Linked DNA regions of Mus musculus: region 2 is linked to region 1. A link is a contact called in public promoter capture Hi-C data. All regions are on one chromosome and are shown on one strand. The core of a region is the stretch at or near the end of the contact, and the rest is flanking DNA. Distances in the headings are between cores, read along the strand shown.

Evidence for each region. Promoter capture Hi-C pulls out the DNA fragments that hold promoters and counts their contacts.
Region 2: a contact with region 1 is called in a promoter capture Hi-C map of embryonic stem cells, with 6 times the contacts expected there. The contact joins the promoter of Wdr75 here to the promoter of Col5a2 in region 1. A contact is called at or near these places in 11 of 39 promoter capture datasets (the 3T3-L1 cell line, 3T3-L1-derived adipocytes, the HPC-7 cell line and 6 more).

What each region holds. Positions count from the first base shown.
Region 1 is chr1:45,498,609-45,505,933 of GRCm38.p6, reverse strand. Col5a2 (collagen, type V, alpha 2) reads left to right here and starts at 2,652. Exons shown (of 54, transcript NM_007737.2): 1 at 2,652-3,113. The coding sequence starts at 3,020.
Region 2 is chr1:45,791,793-45,799,117 of GRCm38.p6, reverse strand. It overlaps Wdr75 (WD repeat domain 75), which reads right to left and starts at 3,952. Exons shown (of 21, transcript NM_028599.3): 1 at 3,514-3,952; 2 at 1-102. The coding sequence starts at 3,596.

The sequences.
Region 1 (7,325 bases), core at 1,403-3,902:
TCAGTTTCTGGCTTGATAGAAACAGATGGCAAAGCTCATGGAGAATTACATTTAGATACTGAATTATCTCAGCCCCAGGAAAATATTTCCTTGGTCTTACTTTACAGACTTCTGCTGTGATCCAGAGATGTTAGAAACTGTGTGAGACTGAGAAAAGTTTTCATTGTGTTTTGAATTTTCCCCATGAGAGTTGTTTTCATAGTTAAACTTAAGTCACCTATATTGATAAGCATATAGAAACTGTTATAACAGGAAATGGAAGTGGATAGGAGCACGTGATGGGGATTAGGTGTGCTTTCTTTGGACAGATCTTGTAATCTTAGCTCACCAGTTTTGAACTTTCAGCCTGCAAATAGTTTCCAAGAGTTGTAGATTCTCTACAAACATCTGTTATCTCAACACTCCAGTGAAGATTACAAGATACACAAAAAGTTGGCCTACTTTTGGAGCCTGTTGTTGTTGTTGTCTAAAATGGTCTCATTAGTAGAAGAAAACTGGTAATCTCAGAGAGGACTATGTTTTTTTTTCCTGTATTTATTTATTTTTCTGTAACTCCCATTGAGTATTTAATGAAAGTATTTAATGAAAGCCTTTTTTCTATCTTCCTTTCATATCTTCTTTTTACAAATTCATGGCCTATTTCTCCATTGTTGTTACATACACACACACACACACACACACATATATATATGCACATATATACTCATATCTAGTTCTAAGTGTATGGATGCAACCTGCTCTGTCTATATCATGCTACCTTGCATTTATATTTTCAGGGCTCACCATCTGATATTGAATAACCAGTCATGTACTACTCTCTGGGGAAGATTATTTCTCCTGTGCTCAGCATTCCTTGGTTGCCCGTACTTCTCTATGTAGAGTTGGAGCCTTCTGGTCCTTCCTCTAACCAGTTTGGCATACAGTTGCTTCTTATTTCAGCTCATGGTGAGGCAGACATGGTGGTGAGATTTTATGAGTATACGCATAAAATTCTGACATTGTTAGGATTCCTTTGTCCTTACAGACTTTCTACCTCCTCTTCCTCAATGTTCTCTGAGCCTTAGGTTCAAGAGTAGTTTGATAAATGTATCCATTGAGACTGGGCTACACAATTCTGCATTTTAATTGATTGTGGTTTTCTGAAGTGATTTTCATCTGTTGCAAAACAATGTTCCTTTGATGAGGGATTAACAAGAGCTTTTACATCAGGGGCTTTTTCAGCTATTATTCAAAGAATTAGAAGAAATTTGATTTTTGTTCCTTATTTAGCCCATTCATTAAGTATGAGCAAGACAGCCATGGGAACAGCAGTGTGTTGGTGAACGAATTCACTAAACAAAGGCAGGTCTTGGTGACAAGTTATTTTCAATGATACAGGGCTAGAAAGTTGTTTTTGGAACTTCTCCAGAGTTTAGTTCCACCTCTCAATTTAAAGCATCTTGGATTTCTTTATTAAGGAAATTAAATAGTAAATGAAGCCTCATATACCTATTTTAATTTATACTATCCCTTTTCTTTGCATTTATTTGGGGTTTAGTTAATTCCACACATAGCTGTATATATTGTTTGTATTTTTTTGTTTCACGTAGATATATTTTTTCAGCATTTGCATACACATGTTCCTTAAAGGTGATGGATGCTGACTTTGTTTCTAGTCTGCCATAATCCTTCCTCTATTCAGTGTGTCTCAGAGCACCTGTTCAGTGCTGAGTAACTATGAACAATTGAGTCACACATGACATGTTATGTGGGGCTTGATCCAGATCCCCCAGAACGCACACTATCAAATGAATTAGACTGTCAAAAACACTGAGGGCGTTTAAATCTGTCAAGCTTGAGTAGCACACAAAGTTAATGCCTTGCTCTTTACAGAAATATGCAGCTAGGACTACCACATTCCGTGGAAAGCTGGTGTGGGGTTCATAACAGCATCATTCACTTTTATGTAGCTCTTTGTAATTTAGAATCTAGTTAACAGCATATTGCTCAGTTTAGTGTCACCAGATCCTGCACACTGGTCAGGCCAAAGCCCCTTTTCTAACAACAACAACAAAAAAATTTGGACAGTTAAGGACTATGTATAAATTCACAAAATTGGTGAGTTGGCAGATCTGATATTGGAACCTACCCTTTCTGAGACTTAAACCAGTGTGTTTTCCTCCCTCCACAAGCTTAGTGAACATATTTGTTTTTTAACACAATAGCATGCTCTGTGACGAGGAGAACGTATAGATGTGCCTACTAAAAAGATGTGGAAATAACTCAATGTAAAGTATCTCAAGTTCATTTTGTATTGGCCATATTCTGCCTCCTTTCTTCCACAATCTTCTCAGAGCATAGGAGAGGGAGGAGGATGAAAATTGGGACAAGAATCCTTCCTCCATTGCCAAAAGAAAGGGTTAAAAAAGTGACGTTTTAAAGGCTTAAGTGGCAAAGAGAATTCTGAATTATTTAAGTGCAAAAGAAAAAAAAATCCACTAAAAGGCTGTAATCCTCCCTAAAGTTTTTTTAGTGTCTCTGGAAAAAGTCAGTGGGTGTGTGTCTGGGGAAGGGTTGGGGAGGGTGGATCAGACTCCTTCTAATAGGCTTTCTTTAAAAAAAGAAGAAAAGAAAACACACACACACTCAAACAGAAGGAGAAATAAAAGTTTGTCTCTGTTGAGAAGCTTCCTCTGTGCTTAAAATCTACAAGAAGCACTGAAAACTCAAGTCGCAGAGGCGCGCGCTCTGATTTGGTTGTTTACCATCAATCAGACGGTTGCTTGGCAGACACTGGATGGTTATGAGCCTGAACAAGCTGAAAGGGGCAGGAAAAGAAGTGGAGGCAGCATTCTTCCTATTTAAAGCTGCACCGCTTGAAAAAAGTTTTCGCAGACTGTGCCGGACCTGGTGCTGAAACAGACTGAGGCAGCGCGGGGACTGGTGCTGAAAAAGAGCCCCCAGCGGAATTCATGGTGCTACAGTGACCTCAGTATCTACTCTTCGATCCCAGGAGGACCCACATGTCTCATATTTAGACATGATGGCAAACTGGGTGGGAGCAAGACCTCTCCTCATTCTTTCTGTTTTATTAGGGTACTGTGTCTCAATAAAAGCCCAGGAACAAGAGAATGGTGAGTTTGCCTTTTGCTTTGCTTATGGTGTTTATGGCTTGGTTTGGGAACTAGATGGAATGTTAAGCTTCAGGAAGAGGATAAAGAGAAGACTCTGGTTTGAAGTTTGAGAAGGGGGCTCTAGGATTTGTAGCTTGGCTCTGGAGACTAGGCACATTTGCAAATCCGGAGCTTCTGTGCGTGCCCTGGCAAAAAGTGGGCTTCTGACATCCTGTAAGAGCCAGGATATCACCAGTCTTTTTTTTTTTTTTTTGCCGGAATGTAAGAGTGGGACGTTTAAAAGAAAACAAGAGTGCTTAAAACGGAGCCCCGGAGGCACTTTTAGTTAGAGGTCTGTCCTGTGGGCAGGCGCTTTCCAAGCAGGGAAAGCCGCTGCAGCAGAAGCTGGGCAGGGTGGAGTCTTTCCTGTGTGAACTTCAGCAGCTTCATGAAAGTCTTTGTTTAGAAAAACCTCTCCAGCAGGCAAATCCGATAGTTCGGAATTTCCTTTGTCTTTGCTCTTTATCCTCCCCTCCTAAAGTTTTCATCTCTGATCTTAAAATCGGGTTTGCCTACAGAGAGGGAGTCAAGTTTATTTCTCCATGACAGACTCTGATAGAAACCAGATTTCTTAAATTTCTGTGCTTTCCCACCCTACTGACTTGATTATCAGGACAGCATGGTTCCTGGGTGGATGGATGAAGGCAGGAAATTCTACTTGGAACAGAGTATTAAGAAGGACTTTCCCCTTAGACCCTTCCTTTCTCCCTTTCTTCTTCTCTTCCCCCGTTCCTTCTATTTTCTTTTCTTTTAAGGCATATCTTGCTTGGTTACTGTTTTGTTTTGTTTCCCCTATGTGATTTACATATGTTAGTGCTGGGATGTATTGTTAAGCAAAATGGCGTGGCTGCTATAGAATAAAACTTAAAAATAAAATAAAATGGGCCTCGTTGATATTAACGTTAACTTTTGAAGGTTGAAGTGTCAGAAACAGATACATTCTCATTGTAAGAGGCCAGCATAGATCTGAATCTCTGTTAGCATCACACTCAAGCTTCCAAAACTTAGCAATGTGCTAATCGTGTCTGTAACTGTCTTTCTCCTGTGTATATCCAGCCATCTGTACGAATATGTTTTCTGCCTTTCTGATTTTTTTTTCTCTAAAAATATTTAGAAACTGTGTTTAGCAACTGTAAGTTGTAGAAATCCCAAGGTTCTGGAGATAAAATTCAAGTCTGTCAGCAGCCCCATAGAGGGAGCACTTTTCTAAAATCTTAAAACTTTAAAATCAGTTTCTATGCTTCATAACGTGAGGAAACTTATGAAGGGTGAAACTTGCGTTTCCTCATAATGTCATGAAAAGTCTGTGCTGTTCGCAAACGCAAAGAACAAAGAAGTTAGGAAAGAGGAGAGCACATAGCAGCGTTAAGATAGAAGCAAAATGTCTGAGTATCAATGAATCTGTCCACTCCCCTCCCCTACCAGAAGACTAACTCTAAAATATCTATACAGACTTTATTCTCAATTTATGTTAAAATGATGTGCTTAATTTTTGTAATGTACAAAAGTAATCGAACATGTGTGTAAATGAAAGATGTAAGATGTTCAAAAGTCTTAGAAGGTAGGTCATGTGCTAAAACTCTTGTCTAAGTCATTGCATTTATTCTGTAGGTCTTACTGAGAAATGAGGGGTTTACTGTTCTCTAAGATTAATTTTCATACATTAAGAATAGGTGGCTTGGTTCAGAAAGTCTTTGGGCCAACCCTCCTTTTTTTCCTTAGTGTCATTAAATAGCAGAGAAATTCAAACCTCAAACCAAAGATTTTTGCCAAGAAAGTAAATTCTCTCAGATTTTACAAATATTAATTCAAATAGATGTAATGAAAATTAATAGCATAAACCTGAATGTATGAGTAAGGAAAATATTGATGACTCAGTAATCTAGTATATCCACAGCTTACATTTCCCATGATACTGTGTGGACACTTCTTATACTTCATTTACCCGATTATAATATAGCCAAAAATTTTTGAACTTGCGAAAGAGTCATTGTGGGAAATGTTCTATATTAAGGAAAAGTCTAAGGCTTATATGTCAAGAATATACAATTTTCAAATCATTGCTAAATCTAGCATGGGTTGTGGTATTTCCTTTGTATTCCATTTAATACACGTTGCAGAAATATGACACTGTGTGTAAGTATGTACTTATAAGCTTAGCCTTTTCCTTCGTCGGCCTGATGGGAACACACGTGGATGCTAAGATAGAGTAAGTAAAGATTTAGACATTTCTGGATAAAATACAATGACCTTTCACTAAAGTCTAACAATTGATTTGGATTTTAAAAGATTGTTAGTAACTAAAAAGAAAGAGTTTGGGAGTTAGGCTCACATTAGTTGAAAGTATAATGTAGTCAGAATCAGACCCAACATGATAAAAACAGCTTTTCAAGACCTCTCTCTCTCTCTCTCCCTCTGATGTGTATTGTGTAGGGAGGCCTTGGAATGTCCTAAATTTGTTTGTTTGTTTCTTTTTTTTTCTTTTCTTTTCTTTTTTTTTTCTTTTTTGGTTTTTTGAGACAGAGTTTCTCTGTATAACCCTGGCTGTCCTGGAACTCATTCTGTAGAACTGGCTGGCTCGAACTCAGAAATTTGCCTGCCTCTGCCTCCCAAGTACTGGGATTAAAGGCATGTGGCACCACACCCAGCTGCCCACATCTGTTTCTTGTAAAAGAAAAATGCTAGACTATTTACAGTAAAAATTTATTTCCAAATCAAACTGTAACATCTAGGGAGCTATGCACATTTTTGTTACTAATTTAGGCATACTCAATCTTTGGGAATGATCTTTGTTATGAATCAATTTTATTCAATACCCCATGAGTGATGGAGAGAGAAAGTTTAGAAGGAGATATGCATGAACTGTGCACTTCAGTTTTTTCAGAAGCCAGGCATGTAACACAAGAAGTGATACAATAGCTTTGTGTATTAGCAGTTTGATGGGACTTGTAGAAAACTGAAGACACAAACATGGCCACTTTAAACTTTCCAAATTAACAATCATCTAAAAGTATTGCATAAGCCAAATTCATTATGTCTAAGGGCCAAATCTGGCTCATGGACTACAAATAATCAATACCCATGTTGCAGCCCTATACTGATATTTGGTCCCAAGCCAACTACTAACTAGGAAGAGAAAATGTGCACACAGGATTTTTAATATTGTGGTGTCTTACATTTTTATGATGCTATATTTGTGATTTATCTTGTAAGAATATAAATAGGAATCATTCGATTATGACATTCAGAAGTATTTAGATAACAGCATTAGATACTTTGTACTTAGCATCATTTCAAGGGAGGCACAGAGAAACAGAGAATGAATATATATAGTTTAAGATATTTACGTTCATAGATTGTTCTACACTTACTACTATCGAAATGATTTTATTTTAGAGGGCTTCATATATTAGAGCACAGTTTCAACAAAGGAGATTATAACAGAACCTTGTTTTCTTACTCAAAAGAGGCTCTCAAGTAGAGTAAAGAGCTGGTATATTGAAACTGGTTGGGGACTCAAACTTTAATTCTCTTCATTCTTTTATCCCTAGTGGATGGTCTTCGAATGCACAGTCCTTAGTGGCTGCTGGGTGATCCAGCTATTGCATGTAGTTTCTTTGGCATCCAGATAAAGAATGAAAAAGCTGGGATTCTGCATTTTTTAACTGGAACCTTTTATGTCTTCAAAACATTTAAACTTATTTATGTTTGCCTGGAATTTAATCATATGGCCACAAAAGGTGCAAGAATTAGCAGGAGAATGTAGAATTTTAGGTGGACCATATGGTAAGATGCTCAACTATGGAATACACAAGAAAGAATTGCTTCAGTGGACAAAACGCTTGAGTGACACACTGGATAGTGTTCATTTCCGTGAAGAATGCAAAACTAAGAATATGTCAGAAATATATACTAAACAACATTGTAGCATCATAACATCTCTCTGAAAATACTCTCTCTCTCTCTCTCTCTCTCTCTGCATGAGAAGTTAGGGAATTCATTATACTGACCAGTGCAATATGTGCTCCCCCTTGGTTTAGGATTCCATAAAAGGTCACCTGGAGATCTTGTTCTTGATATGGCTTCCAGGTTTTATCCTTTTAAATATATCTAGGAAACGTGGATATGGTCTGAGAATCAGACCTTTGTAGGTGACCTTTGTTCACACTAGTG
Region 2 (7,325 bases), core at 2,703-5,202, 290 kb before region 1:
ATTCCAGACACCAGATCTGTGTGCCCATGCAGAATGTGCACACACTCTTCTGTGGTCGTGCTATAGACCTTGACAAAGTCTCCCGAGACACAGAAGATATACCTGGAAAAGAGAGAGAGAGAGCGCGCTAAGTCTCACACACTATACAGATAGTATAATTGTTTTATGGCCTGTTATTAAGATAATAACATGCAGATACACTTCAAAATAGCTTAAGAATTGTATATTCAGGCTGGAGAGATGGCCCAGTGGTTAAGAGCACTGACTGCTCTTCCAGAGGTCCTGAGTTCAATTCCCAGCAACCACATGGTGGCTCACAACCATCTGTAATGGGATCTGATGCCCTCTTCTGGTGTGTCTGAAGACAGCTACAGTATACTCACATACATGAAATAAATAAATCTTAAAACTTTAAAGAAAAAAAAAAGAATTGTATATTCAAGTATATATATATATATGTGTGTGTGTGTGTGTGTGTGTGTGTGTGTGTGTGTCTGTGTGTGTTGTCAACCATATGAGGATATGAGACGAGGATATGAGATGTTCTACTAATGCAGAAAAGACTATGAGATGACACAGCATTATTCTTCAAACAACCCAATTCTCCCTCGCTAACTGGAGACATCAGCTCACAAATGCCGAATAAAAGGTTGTGCTCTCAATGGTGAGGTCCAGGTCACTCCTGTATACATATCCATCTTCTAATTGATGAAGTACTAATTTTGCCTATATCATCTTACGGTTGTGGCTTTTCCCCACAAACCTGATGCTCCTTCATTATCAAAGTGGTTACATTCATAACAGAACTTACCTAAGAAAAGCTCAGAAAAGAATTTTGCTCTGTGTCAACCATATTTCACTTTTCTCACCGTGGAAGGTTCAGGTCACTGAGAACCCAGTCAGACTATTCTCTGTGCTGCCAAAGCACCCTGCACATGACTTAATCCTAAGAAATACAATGCCGACCAGGGTTGCTACAGCCTGTCTTATTAAATCAATGATACTGGGTTGCTTATCTGTGCACACCTTTGAAGCCAGAATGTGGTTCACAACTGACGGTATGCCTAAGATACATTGGCTCTATGTGTAATAAGCTCAAGAAAGCAATCACTGCAAAGCACCTGCAGTGTTTGGTAGTCTTCATGACTAGACCCAGGATCCTGAGTACTTTAGTTAAGAGGCTAAAAATCTGTAGCCTGGACCATTCCTAAGGAGTTCTTAGCTTCCATGAGTGGTTAACACAGTTGGGTTTCATATTCATACTATGTTAACTTTGCAAAACTTGACTTTAACTCACCTCAAATAAGATTAAAAAACAAAAAAATAAACAACAAACAAACAAAACAGAGGTTTATTTTATTATTATTTTTGACTAAACAGTAAAACACATTTCTCTAAGTTGGGCCTGATGACACAGGCCGGTAACTTAACCTTCTTATGAACTGCTGAGGCAGGAGATCACAGGCTTTCTGGACTACATAGCAAGTTTAAAACCAACCTGAGCAACTCAGTGAGACCCCTCCCCAATGAAAATAAACAAAAGAGTGGGTGCCCACAAAGGGTGGAACAGGTGCTGGGAAGCAGGTCTCAGTGGTAGAGTGCTTGTCTGGTATGTGCAAGGTCCAATCGTCACAACATTAAGTGAAAACAAAAACAAAGCAAGTCAACCTACCCTTTTGGATACTACTGTGTACCTATAAGGGAGGCCATTCATAGAACAACCAATAGACAACCTTCTCGGCTTAGCCTAATGTGGGTGTTTAAAGGAAAATGGAATGGTCCCCACAGGCTCAGAAGTCTGAAGGTTTTGGCCCCAAGTGGAGCAATCATTCCTGAAGGATTAGAGGCAGACCCTCGTTGGAAGAGTTGTGCCACTGGGGGCAGGCCTGAAGGCTTCAAAAGCCTAATCCATTTTCAGCTGTCTACACAGGGATGTCTCCTGTACTGCTCCAGCATCATGCCTGCCACACCTCCCCCCACCCCACCCCCCCCAGGCCCCAATCATGCTCTCCACTGCGATGATCATGGATTCTAACCTCTGCAATTGTGAACCTCAAATTAAACATTTTGTTTTATAAGTTCCTTTGGTCCCAGTATTTTCTAATGGCAATAGAAAAGCATATAACAACAGATAGTAGCCCTCTGCAATTTTCATCTTTCTCACTATGACGTAACAAAGTCTTAAAAGCACCTAGGCTTTCAAACATCTACACTGACTTCTCTATTCCTCACTACACAGTCAAATTTCTTGTTTTGATTTTGTCAGCTCAGCTAGTTAAAGATCAAACCATTGACCAAAGCTTTAAAAAAAAATCCTATCAGACTTGGAAAATGATATGGACCAAACACCTCATTTAACAGACAAGGTGAGGCAATGTTCAATGCAGGGTAAAAATGAGTATAAGGATGAATTTGAAGGGGCAGAACTGTGACAACTCCGCTATGTCCATTTTATCCCTTTAATTCATAAAACAATGTCAACAAAACCCCGTATACTGGTAAGTATACTGGCAGGGTATTGCGGGAGAGTACACCTTCCACAAATACTATAAATACCTTTCTAAAATAGGGGTATTTACTATTTGCAGTTCACAGTTGCAGAGGGTAGAATCCATGACCATCACAGTGGAGCCCATGATGGGTGTGTGTGTGTGTGTGTGTGTGTGTGTGTGAGAGAGAGAGAGAGAGAGAGAGAGAGAGAGAGAGGGAGAGAGAGAGAGAGAGAGAGAGAAAGAGAGAGAGAGCTGGAGCAGTACAGGAGACATCCCTGTGCAGAGAGCTGATAATGGATTAGGCTTTTGAACCTTTCAAGCCTGCCCCATTGGCACACCTCCTCCAAGGAGGGTCTGCTTCCTAATCCTTCAGGAATAATTGCTCCTCTTGGGGATCAAGCATTCAAACAACTGAGCCTAAGTATCTCTACATTCAGAGTGCTCTGAAAAACTAGCCCTACTACACACCTCTTCTAGATGATACAACGTGGCAGCAACAATGCCAGCTGACAAGCAGCGAACTGAAAGCCACTATTGTAAAAGTTGTGTGCATATAGACACTTTCTCCTACAGATCTAACATCTGTTTTTATGTAAAACTCAAAAAAAAAAAAAAGGAAAAAAGGAGCCTGGTAATTATGATGTTTTTCTGCGGGAAAAAGGCTGAATCATTAATGATTTTGAAGTCCAAAACGTTCCACACGTGAACATTAGTCTGCATGGTCAGACCGGTGCACATACGGAGAGAGTGACCATTTTCCAACCGAGCGGCTCCTAGTCCCTTGTAGACACCTGACCTGCCCCTGTAACCGCCAACCTTCCCGCAGGTGGAGTCCTGGGTGCAAGGCACACAGACACAGCAGCAAAGCCGGGCGGCTCCGGGGAGCTCCGGGTCGGTCCATGCGCTGCGCGGCGCCGCGGACTCCAGCCTCGCAGTCCGACCGTGGGCCGCGCCGCGCCGGGCACTCCCCTCCCCGGCCCGCGGTGCCCGGAGCCCTGTTGACCCGCAGCCTACTGCATACTTGGAATCCACGGAGAACACGGCCCTCCTGAAGTTCAGCCGGCTGCCGCCGCAGCGAACCACGCGGACTCCCTCTTCTACCATCTTCACGCAGGCGCAGGAAGCACCGAGCACCGGCCGGATTACGAACTTCCTTCATAGGCCGACTGGCCTGGCCCTACTCTTCCGCCCGCGGCCCGCCTGGGCCTCTCTAGCCTGGAGACTCTATGGTCGGCTCCACGCCTACGCCGCCATCTTTAGTTTGGGCAGGGTCAAATTAAAACCCTTGTAGAAGGAGTAAAGCCCAACAGCCACGCACAAAGTTAAATCATACCAGATGCCGCTACAGCTATTCGATACAGAAGAGAGTTTTCTCTTCGGCCTCTTTTACCGGACTCTAAAGGTTCCGCCAGAAGCGGAAGTGAACATCCTTTCTCCTACTGAAGCCGTTGCCTTTTCTGTCACTGTGATTGAGCGACAGCAAGATGACGCAGTCACCCTACTCCTATCCCACCCCCCTCCGTTGCCTTTTTTTGGGAGGGGGCGGGGTTCAAAGAGCGTCTTCTTGCAATGGTAACTGAAGTGGGGCGCTTTAGCTCTTTATGGCGGTTCTATGAGCATCGCTAAGTTCCTGTAGCATCTACGCCACACTTGCCAATGCAGTTTCGACTCCAGAATAAAAGTACACCTTGGTGTCAGGGCTCCTGCAGTGATGTCCGGTTTGCTCCAGTTGTTCAGTTCCTGTTGTTCAGAAGCCCTGACTTCTGAGGATGTTGATTCTTTTTTTTTTTTTTTTTTAGGTATTTATTTCAGTTACATTTCCAATGCTATCCCAAAAGTCCCCCACACGCTCCCCCACCCACTCCCCCACCCTCCCACTCCCACTTCTTGGCCCTGCCGTTCCCCTGTACTGAGGCAGATAAAGTTTGCGTGTCCAATGGGCCTCTCTTTCCACTGATGGCCGACTAGGCCATCTTCTGATACATATGCAGCTAGAGCTCCGGGAGGTACTGGTTAGTTCATATTGTTGTTCCACCTATAGGGTTGCAGATCCCTTTAGCTCCTTGGTTACTTTCTCTAGCTCCTCCATTGGGGGCCCTGTGATCCATCCAGTAGCTGACTGTGAGCATCCACTTCTGAGGATGTTGATTCTTAACACTTTGTGTTTTGTATTCGAGGTTGCTGCATATCTGTGTTGAACCGTTCGTTTGTCAATATTTTCCATTGTGCTGGCTCTTAACGACCCCTAAGGAAGGGCATCTGATATCTTAACCCTAACAGGAGCAGATTCTTGATACATTTGAAATTCACCATAACTTTATGCTGATTCATAGCAGGAAAAATATAATCCTAAGGGTCAAAACATCTATAGATCTTTAGGCAGGAGAGAGAGAGAGAGAGAGAGAGAGAGAGAGAGAGAGAGAGAGAGAGAGAGAGAGACGATTAGTTTTTGTTGGGTTCATAGTTTGGGGAGACAGAGCTAGACAGGAAGATACTGATTCTGTTTTTATCTCAAATTTAAAGAGTTTCTTTTTCATAATTATGGTATGCTTTTTCATAGTGGAAGAACATAGTGAGCTTAACCCCCCATCCCACCCTAGACTCTTGATGTCTAAGTAATACATCCTTTAAACTTGGAAACTTTGAGATCGGATATATGCTTATTATATTCTGAGACAATGAAGAAAATAAATGATCAAACTAGTTTTTACTTCAGTTGTTTTACTGTTTGGTGAACTTCGTTTAAATTAAGAAAGAATGAGGCTTTCTGATTGGACAAAGGCTAGTTGGACTACTAAACTCGTGAAAGGATTCTTTCCATGCAAAAATTTAATCTACTAACATTTCCAATAAAATTATAATTTGTGTTTTTATTTCTTTTTGCATGAACATTTAGGAACCAAATTTTCTCTTGACAGCTTAATATTTATCATTTCCTCCTCCTCCTCCTCCTCTTCCTCTTCCTCTTCATCCTTCTCTTCATCCTCCTTTGCATAGAACAGGAACACTGTTGGTGCTAGTGCACTGGTTGAGTAATGTCTTCTTATACTTTGATTTTTCTGTTTTGTCATTGTATTAGTCAGGGTTCTCTAGAGTCACAGAACTTATGGGTAGTCTCTATATAGTAAGGGAATTTGTTGATGACTTATAGTCTGTAGTCCAACTCCCCAACAATGGTCAGCAGCAGCAGTGAATGAAAGTCCAAGAATCTATCAGTTGCTCAGTTCCACAAGGCACACAGGGGAAGAAGAGAGAATTTTCCTTCTTCCAATGTCCTTATGTAGGTCTCCAGCAGAAGGTGTGACCCAGATTAAAGGTGTGTACCACCACACCTGGATCTGCAACTTGCTTTGTCGCATGCTGACCTTGAACTCACAGATTTCCTTGCCTCAGTCTCCTGGGATTAAAGGCCTGTACTACCTTGCCTGGGGCAAAGTTTTTCCACAGCCACTATGCCTTAAGATTTTCCATGCCAAGATCCACGTCAGAAACTTGTATCTCCCAGCCTCAAGATCAGGATCACAGATGAGCCTTCCAATTCTGGTTTGTAGTTCATTCCAGATATAGTCAAGTTGACAGCCAGGAATAGCCTTTAACTAAAGACGAACATATTAAAGTAACTCTGTGATGTATATGCTAGTGCTAGATACAAGTGGGGAAACATTTCAATAAATGTCTGTCTTTCTAGAAGACACCTAGCATAGCACGGTTGGGAAGTTGATACAAAATATAAAGGTGTGAGTAGTGTGTTGGGTACACTCTATTATGAATGATGCTATTTCAGACTTAATAATGGGAGCAGTTACTTCAAAAGAAAATCAACCCAAAGAGGCCAACCTACAGAATCTTCAAGGAACTGGGGTGCTTCATAGTACCAGTCACAGATTAAGAGACCCGCCCTTCTTCTCTGTAAGATATATTTTCAGAAAAGCTAATATGAGGATAATTCTAACTGTCATTATTACAACATGTTTAAGTATCATCTGTGTAGTATAGTAGCAGTCGCAAGTATGTATTTTCAATTCTAGACCTTATGGCCATGTGTTTTTATAATTACTTGTCAGTTTTGTTTTAGGTGACAGAAGAGAATCCCCCAGTTTTCATCTTCTTTTATTTAGTTTATTCTCTGTGTTAACTGGGCATGGTGGCTCACGCCTTTAATCCCAGCACTTGGGAGGCAGAGGCAGGCAGATTTCTGAGTTCGAGGCCAGCCTGGTCTACAAAGTGAGTTCCAGGACAGCCAGGGCTACAGAGAAATCCTGTCTCAAAAAACAAACAAACAAACGAAAACAAATCAGCTTTCACAGTGATGAATAAAATGTATAAATTATAACAAAATAAATATTTTATAAGAGAGCATCTAACTCATAACATTCATATTACAATAGTTAAATGTTATAGGGCTTTTATTTATTTATTTATTTTTATTACATATTTTCTTCAATTACATTTCCAATGCTATCCCAAAAGTCCCCAATACCCCCCCCCCCACTTCCCTACCCACTCATTCCCATTTTTTTTTTTTTTTTTTTTTTTGTTTTTGGCCCTGGCGTTCCCCTGTACTGGGCATATACAGTTTGCGAGTCCAATAGGCCTCTCTTTCCAGTGATGGCCGGCTAGGCCATCTTTTGATACATATGCAGCTAGAGTCAAGAGCTCCGGGGTACTGGTTAGTTCATAATGTTGATCCACCTATAGGGTTGCAGATCCCTTTAGCTCCTTGGGTACTTTCTCTAGCTCCTCCATTGGGAGCCCTGTGATCCATCCATTAGCTGACTGTGAGAATCAACTTCTGTGTTTGCTAGGCCCCAGCATAGTCTCACAAGAGACAGC